Linked DNA regions of Athene noctua: region 1 is linked to region 2. The links are chromatin contacts, called in public Hi-C maps. All regions are on one chromosome and are shown on one strand. The core of a region is the stretch at or near the end of the contact, and the rest is flanking DNA. Distances in the headings are between cores, read along the strand shown.

The links. Hi-C and Micro-C count contacts between places; a contact is called where the count stands out from the background.
Region 1: a Hi-C map of liver shows a contact between it and region 2, with 5 times the contacts expected there. The contact joins the promoter of GNAT1 here to the promoter of TEX264 in region 2. A contact is called at or near these places in 2 of 2 Hi-C or Micro-C datasets (heart and liver).

Annotation. Positions count from the first base shown.
Region 1 is chr10:17,021,285-17,027,539 of bAthNoc1.hap1.1, forward strand. It overlaps GNAT1 (G protein subunit alpha transducin 1), which reads right to left and starts at 3,488. Exons shown (of 8, transcript XM_074914075.1): 1 at 3,205-3,488; 2 at 1,781-1,823; 3 at 1,299-1,440; 4 at 1,067-1,224; 5 at 848-976; 6 at 635-764; 7 at 388-541; 8 at 1-135. The coding sequence starts at 3,310.
Region 2 is chr10:16,873,929-16,880,010 of bAthNoc1.hap1.1, forward strand. It overlaps TEX264 (testis expressed 264, ER-phagy receptor), which reads left to right and starts at 4,434. Exons shown (of 6, transcript XM_074913959.1): 1 at 4,434-4,561; 2 at 5,506-5,573.

The sequences.
Region 1 (6,255 bases), core at 2,238-4,737, 150 kb after region 2:
CGAAGACAAACTTGACGTTTTCGGTATCAGTAGCGCAGGTCATGTGGGAGTAGATCTCCTTCACGTCCCGCCGCATGTTCAGCTCCAGAAACTGCAGCTTGATGTAGTTGCCGGCATCCTCATAGGTGTTGGGACCTGGTGACGTGGCAGTGAGTGGGGTCCCCTCCTGGGCTGGTGTTCCCCCCGCCTCCATGGGTCTTGGTTAGTGTCACCCCGCGCTCCCCCGGGTGGGCAAACCTCGCTTGGCCGGTGAGCAAGGCCCGCACAGCATTGTTTGCGTGGGGTGCTGGGGCCACCTGGTGGGTGGCTGCTGTAGGGTGCTGGCACCCAACCCTTCACCAGCACCCCGCCACCACCCGCCTGCACCCGGTGGCAGAGCACCCTCACCATCGTAGTCGGGGAAGCAGATGCTGAGATGGGCCTTCTTGATCTTCTCCAGGAAGACGTCCTTCTTGTTGAGGAAGAGGACAATGGAGGTGGTGGCGAAGTAGCGGTGGTTGCAGATGCTATTGAAGAGGTGCAGGCTCTCGTGCATGCGGTTCTGCGGAGGGACAAAATCCCGTCACCCCACGGTGACCCCTACGTTGTGATGGGGACAAAGCGGAGGGGGTATGGGGTCCTGAGCCTTCCTTACCACTTCGTCATCCTCCACCAGAACCATGTCGTAGGCGCTGAGGGCCGCGATGAAGATGATGCAGGTCACCCCCTCGAAGCAGTGGATCCACTTCTTTCTCTCTGAGCGCTGACCACCCACATCGAACATCCTGGGCAGGACAAGGAGGGGTCAGCACCCCCTGCCCCCTGCCCTCCCCCCAGCACCAGCCCTCACTGGGGGCACAGCTCCCACCTGAAGTTGAGGTCTTTGAAGGAGAACTGGGTCTCGATGATGCCAGTGGTCTTGACACGGGAGCGCAGCACATCCTGCTCTGTGGGGACGTAGCCGGGGGTCACCAAGCGCTCCAGGTCTGACAGATAGCTGGACAGGCACGCGGTGGGCATGAGACATGGGTCGGCACTTCCAGATACCCTCCACCCCCCACCCAAACCCTCCCCCCACCCCACATACTAGCCAGCCGAGTCGTTGAGCTGGTACTCGGAGGCACGGTCGAAGCAGGCTTGAATGCCCGTGTCCTTCCAGAGCCGCCCGATGATGTCTGACATCTCCTTGGGCATGGTGCCTTCCTCGATGGTGTCTGAGAGGTGCAGCAGCTTGCGGGCATCGTCCTACGAAGGAGAGGGACTCAGTGGGGTCAGGGGGCTGGGGGGGACGCCCCTGCCCAGCATGAGGTATTCCTCACCTGGCGAGCTGTGTCCCCGTACTGGATGTTGAGGGTGCTCATGGCCCGCACGATGGCCAGCATGGACTGAAGCGTGTTGCTGTAGATGATGGCGATGAACTCCAGGCATTCCTCCAGCGAGTAACCGTCCTGGTGGATGATCCTGACCAGGGAGGGGGGCATGGGGCTGAGCTGGGCACCATGGGGCGGGGGCGCACCCATGAGTGCAACATGGAGCTGAGGTGAGCACTGTGGGGTAGGGAGCACTTATGGGTGCAGGATGGGGCTGAGCGGTCCACTGGGGAATGGAAGCACTCATGGGTGCAGCATGGGGCCAAACTGGGCACCGTGGGGTTGAGCCAGGCACTAAGGGACAGGTGTACCCCACAGCTGTGGCATGGGGCAGAGCCAGGTATGGTGGGACAGGGGCAGCCCGTGGCTGTGGTGTGGGGCAGGCATGTGGCACGGTGGGGCATGGCCAAGTGGCACCTTTTGGCACTTACTTCATCTGCTTGACAATGGTGCTCTTCCCCGACTCTCCTGCTCCTGTGAGGACAAAACAAGGGTCATGGTGGAGCCCAGGCACCCCTGGCTGCACCCTGCACTGGGCCCCTGGGATCCCTGGTGCCTGGCATGGCTGGGGGACACTGGTGGCCGTGCCAGGTCCACGGCTCAGGGCAGGAGGATTACAGCCTGGTGCCAGCAAGCATTAAGGTTGGACTGAGCTGCTGTGGTTAATGGGATCTGTGGCGGCTCAGCTGGGGACGTGCTTGGGGACCCAGGGCAGGGATTGGGGACACAGTGGCATCGCAACTCCACCACTCACCACCCTCTGCCCAAAACCTGTGGCAGTGTGGGAGGATGTGCCCTGGGCTGGGCCAGGAGGACAGTGATGCCACCCATGGCCCCACCATGTCCAGGGCACCCCAGTTCTTTGGGCATCTGGGAGGGACTGGGAGGGCCTCAAGGTGCTGGGGGACTGCAGGGACAGACACAGGGGTGGTGGCGTGGGCTACATGGGGGTACCTAGGCGGATGGGCTGGGGGGGCTACTGTGGTGGACTGCTAGTAAGGTGGTGTTGGTGAAGGTTCTTGAGATGGGTTGGTTGTGGTCAGGGGGGTGGGGGTTGGGGCACGTTGGGTGGGCTGTTTGGGTTTGGGGGATATCTGGAAGCTGGGGAATCTTAAGTTGGGCTGAGATGGGCTGTTGGGTTTGGGGTGCCTGGCAGGGGTGGGGAGCTGTTGAGCAAGCTGTTGAGATGAGCTGGTTTAGGGTAGCCTGTGAATAGGGGCTGTTGGGGTGGGCCAGTTGGGTTTGGAGAGAAGAAAACACTGAGGAGGCTGTTAGGGTTGGGCTGGTTGGTTTTAGGGGTGCTGGGGGGATCATGGAAACATTAAGGGGCTGTTAGGGTGGGTTGTTTGGGTTTAGGGCTGCTTAGAAGCAGAGGGATGTTGGGTGGACTGTTGGGCTGGGCTGGTTGGGTTTAGATGGGGTCAGAGAAACTCTGGGTGGGCTGTTGAGGTGGGTCGGTTGGTTTTAGGGGTGTCTGGGAGTGGGAGGGTGTGGAGGAGCACTCTTGGGGTGGGCTTGTTCTGTTTAGGAGTGCTGGAAGCATCAGGGAAATGTTGGGTAGGCTGTTGAGGTGGGGGATTGGGTTTAGATCTGCCTGGGAATTAGGGTGTTGTTGGGGTGGGCTGCTTGGGTTTAGAGGGTGTGTCTGAGGGCCAGGGGAAGGTTGGGTGGGCTGGCTGAGTTTAGGGGTGTGTCTGGGGGAAAGTTGGGTGAGCTGGTTGGGGTTTGGGGTGGGGGTGCTGGGGTGGGCTGGTTGGGTTGAGGGGTGCTGGAAAGAGTCAGAGGAACATTGGGTGGGCTGTTGGGGTGAGAGGAACAAAGGATGGACCCCAGGGTGTCCCCATCGCCCCCATACCCAGCAGCAGCAGTTTGACGGTCCTGGCGTCCTTTTCGGCGTCCTCTTTGAGCTTCTTCTCCAGCTCGCGGGAGTGCTTCTCCTCAGCGCTGGCCCCGGCACCCATCCTCTGCCCCGCAGCCCTGTGACTCACCCGCTCCTTGGAGGTCAGCACCAGGATGGGCAACGAGTTCCAGCCCCCCGCCGCCTCCAACCCTTGCTTCCCTGCACCCGCCGTGCCGGCTGCCGACTGCCCCGCTGCCGCCACCACCACCACTGCCACCACCGCCCACCCAATGTGGGCCAAGGACAGGACCAAGGTGCCGGGGGGCCACCCGGTGGGGTGCTGCGCTCAGCACCCGTGGCTTAAGTCTAGCCCCCCCCTCCCGCCCTCTCTGGATAAACCCCCGTAAATCTGCAGTGGGCTGAGTTCAGCAATCCCGCAGCTCCCGGTGTCAGCGCTTCTGCCAGGGGGGCCCAAGGCCAGCCAGCCCCCACTTTGCCCCTGCTCTGAGGCTGGGGCAGTGACCCGGCCGCCTCCAGGGACGTGGGACCCCCACCCAGCTCTGGCTCTGCTGTGGACCCCAGGGCGGGTTGGAGCTGGGGGACTCCATTGGGGTCTGGCAGGGGCTGGGGGCAGTGGCTGAAAATGTCCCCACTGTCCCCAACTCACACTGGTCATTCCCCCCCCCCCCTCCTTCCTCCCCCCACCCCCGGCTCTGGACCAGTGCCCACAGCCCCCACAGCAAGTCATCCCAGTGTCCCCAGGTTCCTGTGCCCGGTGTCCCTGAGGGCACCCCCCCACAGTGACCAAATGCCAGCCACAGTCACTCCACCCCGTGTCCCAAGGCTCCTTCCAGGACCTTCCACCGTCCCTGGGTGCACTCCTTAGTGTCCCCAGCCACCCACCAGTACACTCCCAGTGTCACCAGACCAGCTTAGTATCACCCCCCGGGAGTGTCCCCAGGCCCCTCCAGCAACACCTGAACAATATCCTCCAGGATGCTTGAGTACGCTCCCCAGGGTCCCCCAGACCCTCCCCAGTAACACTCCCCAGTATCCTAAGGAGAAATCCCAGTATCCCCCCGGTGTCCCCAAGCAATCCCAGTAACCCCCACAGGGTCTTCAGGACAGGCCCCCTCAGCCCCCCCACAAAGCCCTGCCCAGTGTCTAGGCACACCCCAGTGCCACCCCCCTGCTCCCATGCCAACGCAGTGTCCCCCGCTATTGTCCTCTTCGTACCCCTCCCCAGTGTCCTTAGGCCACCAGATCCCCACTTCCACGTCCCCAGTCCCCCCCATTGCCATCGTGGCCACCCCAGTAAGACTTAGTGTCCCCAGGGACGCCCCAGGCACCCCTCTGTGTCGCTCTGCCCCAGTGTCCCCAGGCCCCGCCGTAGCTCATCCCCCAGGTGTCCCAGTAGAGCCCAGTGCCCTCCTGTCCCGACCCCCCGCTATCCCCAGTGCCCCCCCCGCACCGTGGGGATCCTGCAGCGCCCATATCGGCCGCCAGGGGGCGAAAGGACCCAGCACAGCTGGGAGCGCCCCCAGCGCAGCCCTCCACCGCTCCCAGTGCAGCCCAGCAACCCCAGTGCAGATCACCACTCCCAGTTCAGCCCTCTACCGCTTCCAGTATAGCACTCCACCATTCCCAGTACTGCCCTGCACTGCCACCAGTGTGCCCAGCACTGCCACCAGCATAGCCCAGGACATCCTGGCACTGACCCCAGTGCCTCCCAGGACTGCCCAGAGGAGCGCAGTACCACCCTTACTCTCTGCTGCACGACCAAAGTGCCCCCAGTACAGCCCAGTATCACCCACTATCACACCCAGTGCCTCCTGTAGTGTCCTCTTCTGCCCCACAACCCCGGTACCACCATGTATCGGCTCCCAGTACCAAATCCTAGTGCTCCAGTACTTTCCCCAGTGCCACCAGTACTGATTCTGCATGCTCCCAGTGCCTTCAAAAACACCCAGTACTGGCCACTAGCCTAGCCCAGCATACACCCCCACGTACCCCTAACACCCAGGCAGTACCACCCTGTACTGTCACCTCCCTGTGACCCCCCCAGCCTGCCTACTGCCCCCTCCCCCAGCACCCTTAATGCCATCCAATGCCCTTGGCTTCCCAGTGCATTCCCAGGGCCCACTCTGCTCCCCACCTGGCTCCAGTCCAGCTCTCTGCACCCTCAGCAGGGCTCAGGGGCAGAGTTAAGGGCATTATGTGACAGGGGGCCCGGCAGCAGCGCAGGCCCCGCCTGCCCGCTCCCTGTCCCTGACAGAGCACACGCAGGCGCCCACATCTGTCCCAAAGCCAGTGTTTATTTGGGGGTGCCCCCGGCTGCAGCGAGGGGCACTTGCTCGGCCCCAGCTGCCCTTGTGCTTCCCATGTACAAATATTTACACCCCCCAACCCTGCCAGGATGCCCTGAGGGGGCAGTTGATGGGCTGGGTGCCCCAAACACCTGTGGCTGCAGTGAGCACTGGTGGCTGCTTGAGGTTCTACCCCAGCTTGGCCCCTTCTTCCCTTCCCCACCCAAAGACCCCAGCCTAGTCCCAACCCGCCATGGCCTGGACATCTGGGTCCTGTCTTCAGGGTCCTGTCTCCCCCCCACCAAGCCCCCCAGGAGCAGACAGGGCCACATATGCTGGCCCCACAGCCCCCTTCTCCTAGGTTTGCCTGGTGGTCTGCAGCTTCCCCATGGCAAGCACTTGCTCTTCAACAATCAAGTGGGGAAACTGAGGCACGAAGCTGCAAGGGTTGTGCTCACCTTGTGGGTGGGCAGACCTTGTCTGTTGCTGCCTCTCCTTCTGCCTCATCCCCCTCTGGATGGTGTTTGTCCCCCTCCCCATGGCATCTCCTCTTCCCACACTGGGACCCAGAAACTCTGGCCCCCGGCGTGTTGCCATGCCCCAGCTACGCGAAGACAGCAGCTGCAGCGCCCGGTAGTCCCCATACTCCAGGATTCTGGGGTCCTGGGGCAGGGGGGGGGACAGTGATGCTGGCTGCGGCTGCCCTGGGGGTCCCTACTCCTCTCCAGGGTTGGGATGTGGGGGACTGCATTGCCCCAGT
Region 2 (6,082 bases), core at 3,184-5,683:
TTTTGTCCAACCCTGCAGTCCTTTCTGTTTGGCTTGGTGGCTTGAGTTTTCTTACCCCATCCAGGTATGGTTCAGGACTGGGATCTGAACACAACATGAGAATCTAGACTCAACCCTTCTGGTTTCAGAAGGCGGGAAGTAGGGAAGGTTATGTGCCTTCCTGAAAAGCTCCTTCCATAACTTAAAAACGTTGCATTTAGTTACAAGACCATTTTTTCTAATAGCTCCAGGAAGAAAATAGTTTGCTATTTGGCATTTGTGGCCTAAATAGACAGTTAGACATAAGACTAATTTACTTATTTCTTAACATTTTAAAGTTTGTCTGAAAAGATGTAAATGGCTTTTCTTCTACTCTGTAACCCTGAGAATTTTGAATTCCTGTCACAAGAAAGAAACACAGAAGAATGCAGTGGAAAATGAAGTTAAATCTGAGGGTAAAACTACTGATCTATAGTTAATCCTCTCAGTGTATCTCCTGTTTTGCGTTAGGGGAGGCACCAGAAGGTGAAGGGCTGAAGTGCCGCAAGGCTCCACACACTGTTTGCCTTTCACACACATGGCTTTCACAGGATGCCGGGATGTGTGTGTTTGAGTGTGTGAGCCCTTCCTAGTCTCTCATCAAGGTTTTCCCATCAACAGCAGTTCCATTTCAACAAATGAATAATATTTTAGAAAATTTGTCTATCAGTACAAAAAGCTCCACAGTGGCAAATATTAAAAGTTTATGGAGCTGATGTCGGGTGATGAGAAAGTGGAAGTTGATGTGCGAAGGGGTGAACCTGTGCTGTCCTGTGTAACCTTTGGATATGACTTCCAGAGAATCTCCTGCTCCTGGCACCCTAACCCGGCCAGTGACACTAACCCTGTGTTTCAGGAGGCCAGCGGCTGAGACCTGTGGCTTAAATACTGACCCACAGTCTGGTCCTGGCTTGCTGGACTGAGCAGCACCTGAATAGCCCTTTATGCTCTCACCCTGACCACACACCCCAGTCCTGCCCCTACCCTGCTGAGCTCTGTCAGCACAGCTCCTGCCCTCCACAATGTTTTACCTCTGGAGAGGACTTCTCTAGTTCCTGGTGTGGGGTGGATTGGGCACGTGATAAAAATGGGGAAGGTTTCCAAGCGGGTTCCAGCAGCATGGATGGGTGGCAGTGTGGTGCGAAATCCTCCAACAACGGGATGGCTGGAGCAGGGACACTCAGGTCCTGGGATGTGGCACCTGCCTTGTGGGGCAGGAATGGGCTAAACTGCACGTCACGATATGTGGGTGTGTGGGACCACTGTGCCATTTGATCATGCGTCTTGCTCTGAGGAATGTAGTTTTGGGCTTCTCTGAGAAACAGCCTCTTGCTTTCAGCTCTGTCTCTCCAGGCAACCTCCTGCCCACCAGGTGAGCATCTTCCATGTGCCTATGATGCCTTCCTTCCAGTTATTCCCACAACTGCTGGTCTCCCTTGTTTGTAAGGGACCAAGTGCTTGTCTTGGTTCATCAACAATAATGTGGAGTTGCTGTGTTACAGGCAGCTAGGAAGGACTTCAGAGTGGGGCCTGTCTGTGTTGGTATTGATGAAAATTCCCCAGAGCTGCGCACTCTGTTCTGGCCTCTTGCCTGCCCCTCTAGGGAGGGTATTTCCATGATGAGTTAGTCAGAGTTGTTTGTGTTTTGCCATTTTCCCAAGGTGATAAGCATCCTTATGACATCTATTTGCTTACTGGGCATCCAAAGCGAACTGGACAAAGCTCAGCTCACCTCCTCCAGCAGATAAAGGCACCCAGGGCAACTGAGAGAGGAATGACAATGGCACATCTTGCTGGGTCATGGGAGCAGGAGATGGAGGGTCCAGCAGATGAGAGCAGAACTGGGAAGCCAGGGTCTGGGCCACAGGCTGAGCCAAGTGCCTTGGCACAGGTACCACGTGCCCCACTGATATGGTGTGGAGCACTGATGTGGAGTGCTCAGGGAGTGGTGTGCAGTGACTGCCTGTTGAGCACCATTGCTGACTGCAACTGCTGGAATGAAGCTGAAGTCGCTCCATACAGCGGCTGAGGTGGATAGAGAAATGTTGCCTGGAGCCTGATAGGTGGGACTGTGCATGATCAGTTTGCCCACATCAGCTCCTGCTTACAAGCCACCTCCATTTCCGTCTGCCATTAACGATCTGTGTACCCCATCAGAGATGCGTGGGGCCCAGTATGGCCCAAACAAGTCTCCTGAGACAAAACGTCTGCCATAACTGGACACCCAGGACCCTGCTGGAGAGCTGGCCTGGCTGGCTGACACTGTCAGAGGCCTGCAGTGGGCGTGCGATGTGGCTGAGCAGTGCTGACCAGGTAAGGAGAACTGGGGAGCCCTCCAGAGAGCAGATGTTTTACATCTTTCTGCCTCAGCTCTTCTTGATGTACAGTTTCAGAGTGAAGGCATGAAGTTCTTAAGTGAGATCCTAATTTTAGCATTTGCTGTTGTAATGCGAAAACATAAGTGTTAAGTATTAAAAGTATGCTGAGTTAAATAACTTCAAGGCTGGAGGAAAGAGAAGTGTCTGATGGCCAAAGCTGCCCGGAGCTGGCAGTTAAAGGGCTTTTGAGTTCTGTTCCTCTTCCTGCCAGTGATTCACTGCATGGCTCCAGGCGAGACACGTAACTAAGCTGAAATATTTTCTTCCAGCTGCAAAGGAGCTGTAACACCAAATACAAGGAGGGCCTCTGAGGTTCAACTAATTCCAGGTCACAGAAAGCCTCGAGATTCTCACTAGGAAGTTGCTGGAGAAAGGCAAGTATTACAGTATTTCAAACTACTGTTCATAAATGAGCTCTTTGGCTTCACATTGGTGAAAAGCAGTGCCTGGAACTGCCTCTGCGAACAGCCCCGACGAAGGGGGTTGGGATCTATGGGAAATGGGTGTGAAACCACAGCAGGAGAGACAGCAGCAAACTCCACTGCTTCTTGCTGCATCTGGAGGTGGCTCAGGCAGGCGGGTTATTGGCTGTACCAGCAGAGGGGGCTGAACCCTGCTAAGAGGGCTGAAGAGGCAGGAGAAACCTTAATGTAAAGAGAGAGGTGTGAAGGTTGCTCTTACACAGGGGGAAGAACAGGAGGATGGGAATTATGTCTGGGCTCTTCTAGCATGTCTCTCTTGGAGCAGGAGGTGGGGAAGACTGCTTACTCCTTTCAGGTACTGTGTTTGGTCCCATTCCTTGAGAGGAAATGGGGACCTGAGGGGTTGTCTGAATAAGTGGCAAAGGCTGTGGGCTGAGCACCAGTGCTCTGTGGTGCTGTGTGCTCCATGGGGAGCCGCAGGACAGGGCCTGCTCCTACAGGTATCATGAGGTAGGAGCAGGCTGTGAAGCTGCCTTGGGACAGAAGTTTTCGGAGTACATCAGAGCTCAGGGCAGCGAGGGGCGTGCAAGATGATGGTGCTCCCGACTAGCACCTGTGCTGGCTGATGCTTTGTGGGTTTTCAGCAGCTAGTTAATGTGGTTCCCCTCTGGGTAATAAAGCTCAGCTGATGGAAAAGAAAGTGGTCAGTCTCCTGGCTGCTGGCGAGGAGTGCCCGATGCCTGCACCAGGCGGAGGGAAGACAAATGAGCCGAGAAAAACTGGTCAAAGCCCCCAAATCCTTGAACATAACAAATGTCTCTTTTTTAACTCTCATGGTGCTCCCCCTTGTTGGCTAGTGCTGCCCATGTCTGCCGAGCTATCTGGCTGGTTTTCCTTCCAGCTGGGCAGTGGGAAAAGCTGGAACAGGGGCAGAAGCCGTTTCTGCCAGGTTGCAACAGCCCCAGCAATGTGCCGGTGGGAACCTGCGAGTAGCTCACAACCCTCTCCAGTGCTGAAGAGCCGCTCTGCCCACTGCCCCGACCAGGCAGGCCTTGTGGTCAAGGCCATGACGCACAGCCGGTGCGTCCTCTAGCATCGGGGCACCTGTTTGTCCAGCACCCGAGGGAAGGAGCCCATTAGGTGGTGGCTCCAGCTGTTACGGAACCTGAAGCTCTGGAGTCATTCAGGAGGGACGCGTGCCGAGTGCCGCAGCCCTAGCGCAGGGGAAGCGGGAGGACACAAGGAAATCATTTGCCGTTCGCGGCCAGCAGGACCGAGCTGGCTGTGAGGGCGGCGCCGTCCCCAGCACAGGGGCTCGGGGGCCTGCCAGGCCGTGCAGGCCCTCCTCCCGGGCTGTGGGCCGCAGAGCCGGGGGGAGGGAGGGGAGGGGAAGGAAGGGCGGCAGCCGGGAGCTGTGTCGGTCCCCGCCGGTCCGCCCGGGAGGGGCCGCGGCCGCCGGACCCGCTCGACGAGGGCGGCTCGGGCTGCCGCTCGCTCTACCCGCCCGCTCGGGGGCGCGCTCCCCGGCAGGGCGCTCCCGTATGCCGCTGCCCCGGCAGGCGAGAGCGAACCGACGCCGCCGGCCCCGCCCCTCCCCCGGCCTCTGCGCGCGCGCCCCGCGCTTCCCCCCGCGCGCAGCCGCCGCCTGCCGGCACCGGGGCGGGCCCGGCGGCCCCGCGTGAGCGGGGCGGGGCGAGCGAGGCGCCGGGATCGCTCCGGCCCGGCCGTCACCGGCGAGCCCGGGTGAGGAGGGCGGGGGGGCGCTCGGATCCCTCCGGCCGCCGCCGGGGCGGAGGGGGTCTCTGCGGAGGCGCGGCGGGCCCGGGCAGGCCAGCGCCGCTCCGGTTCCCCCCAGGCCGCGGCCTGCTCGGAGCCGGCGGGCGGCGGCTCGGCGGGTCCCTCACCGCTCCCTCGCCGCTCCGGCGGTCAGGCCGGTGCTGAGGGCGCTCCCGCTGCCGGGCAGGGCCGAGAGAGGCGCCTTCCAACCGGCCGGCCGGTGCCGCCCGCCGCCGGCACTTGCTGGGGCCGCTCGGGTCAAAGCCGGCCGTCCCCCAGGCACGGGCACCGGGGCGGGCACGGCCTCCTGGCCGGGCAGAGCTCTGCTCCCGCTGCCCGGGAGGAATGCAGGTGGGAAACACCTGCCGGCGGGAACCGGGAAGAATAGCCCAAAATCCCCATTTCTCCTCTGGGGCTGGGTGCTGGGCTGGCAGCTCACGGAGAATCACCAAGCCGTGATGTGAAGTCACAAACCGGTGTTGGTCACAGGGAGGAGGTGAGGCGCTGCCGGGAGCCGGGATGGACGTACAGCTCCGGCCCGGCCATAGGGCTGGGAGCGCCCCACTGCGAGGTCACTCGGGAGCAGCACCGGGGGCAGCTCCGGTGTCCCCGGGGAGGTGGGGAACGGGCCGGGGTGGGACGCGCCAGCAGCGGCAGCTGCGGGACATTGTCCGCCTTCACCGCTCCTCTCCAGTTCCAGTGTTTCTCAGCACCTGTGTGCTCAGCTGGAGCTTTGGGGAGAAATCTCGGCCTGCCAGGCCCTGCAGGAGCAGGCGCTGCTCGGGACGCCCCTCCTCGGGGCAGCAGGTCCGAGGCTGCCAGGCGCCTTTCGGGTGCTCTGCCCCGACTGTTTTGCTTTTCGCCTCGTGACTCTGAAAGGAAGCAATGATACTTATTTTTTCCTGCTGCAGCACCGCGGATCCTGCACCCCTGTGGATCAGATGTCGTGAGCCGTTTCTGGGCTGAGCTGGTTTTTCAGGTGAGTGGGGCCGTGGTACGAGATGGTGCCCAGCCTGCGCTACCGTGGCACCAAGAGCACAGCCGGTGGTGCCGGCTCTGCAGGGCTTCGTTTTGTTGTACCCCTGCTAGCCGGTGTCAAGCAGAGCGGAGCCGCCCACAGTTCCTACCAGGATGTGGCTTTTCTCTTGACATAAAGCTGAGCAAGCAGCAGTCACTGTGAACGACTTTTTTTGAGCAAAGTGTGTTAATAACAGGGAGGTAAAGGTGAATTGTTTACTTCAACCTTTGCTTTCAAACATGAAAGTCTCAGGGGAGCGTCACAGCCAGTCCTTGCGAGCAGAGCTGTGTTTCAAGGGAGAATAAAACACAAACAACTCTCCTGCAGTGGTTTGGGTTGCAACTCCCCAGAGTGGTTGCACTTGGTGGGTGAAAATGAGCAGGAGGCGTTCACCAGGCTGTTGTGTCCCACAGTCAGCGTGAGAGAAAAAAGATGCCAAACAAAACAGGAAGCCTTCATTGGGGTTATAA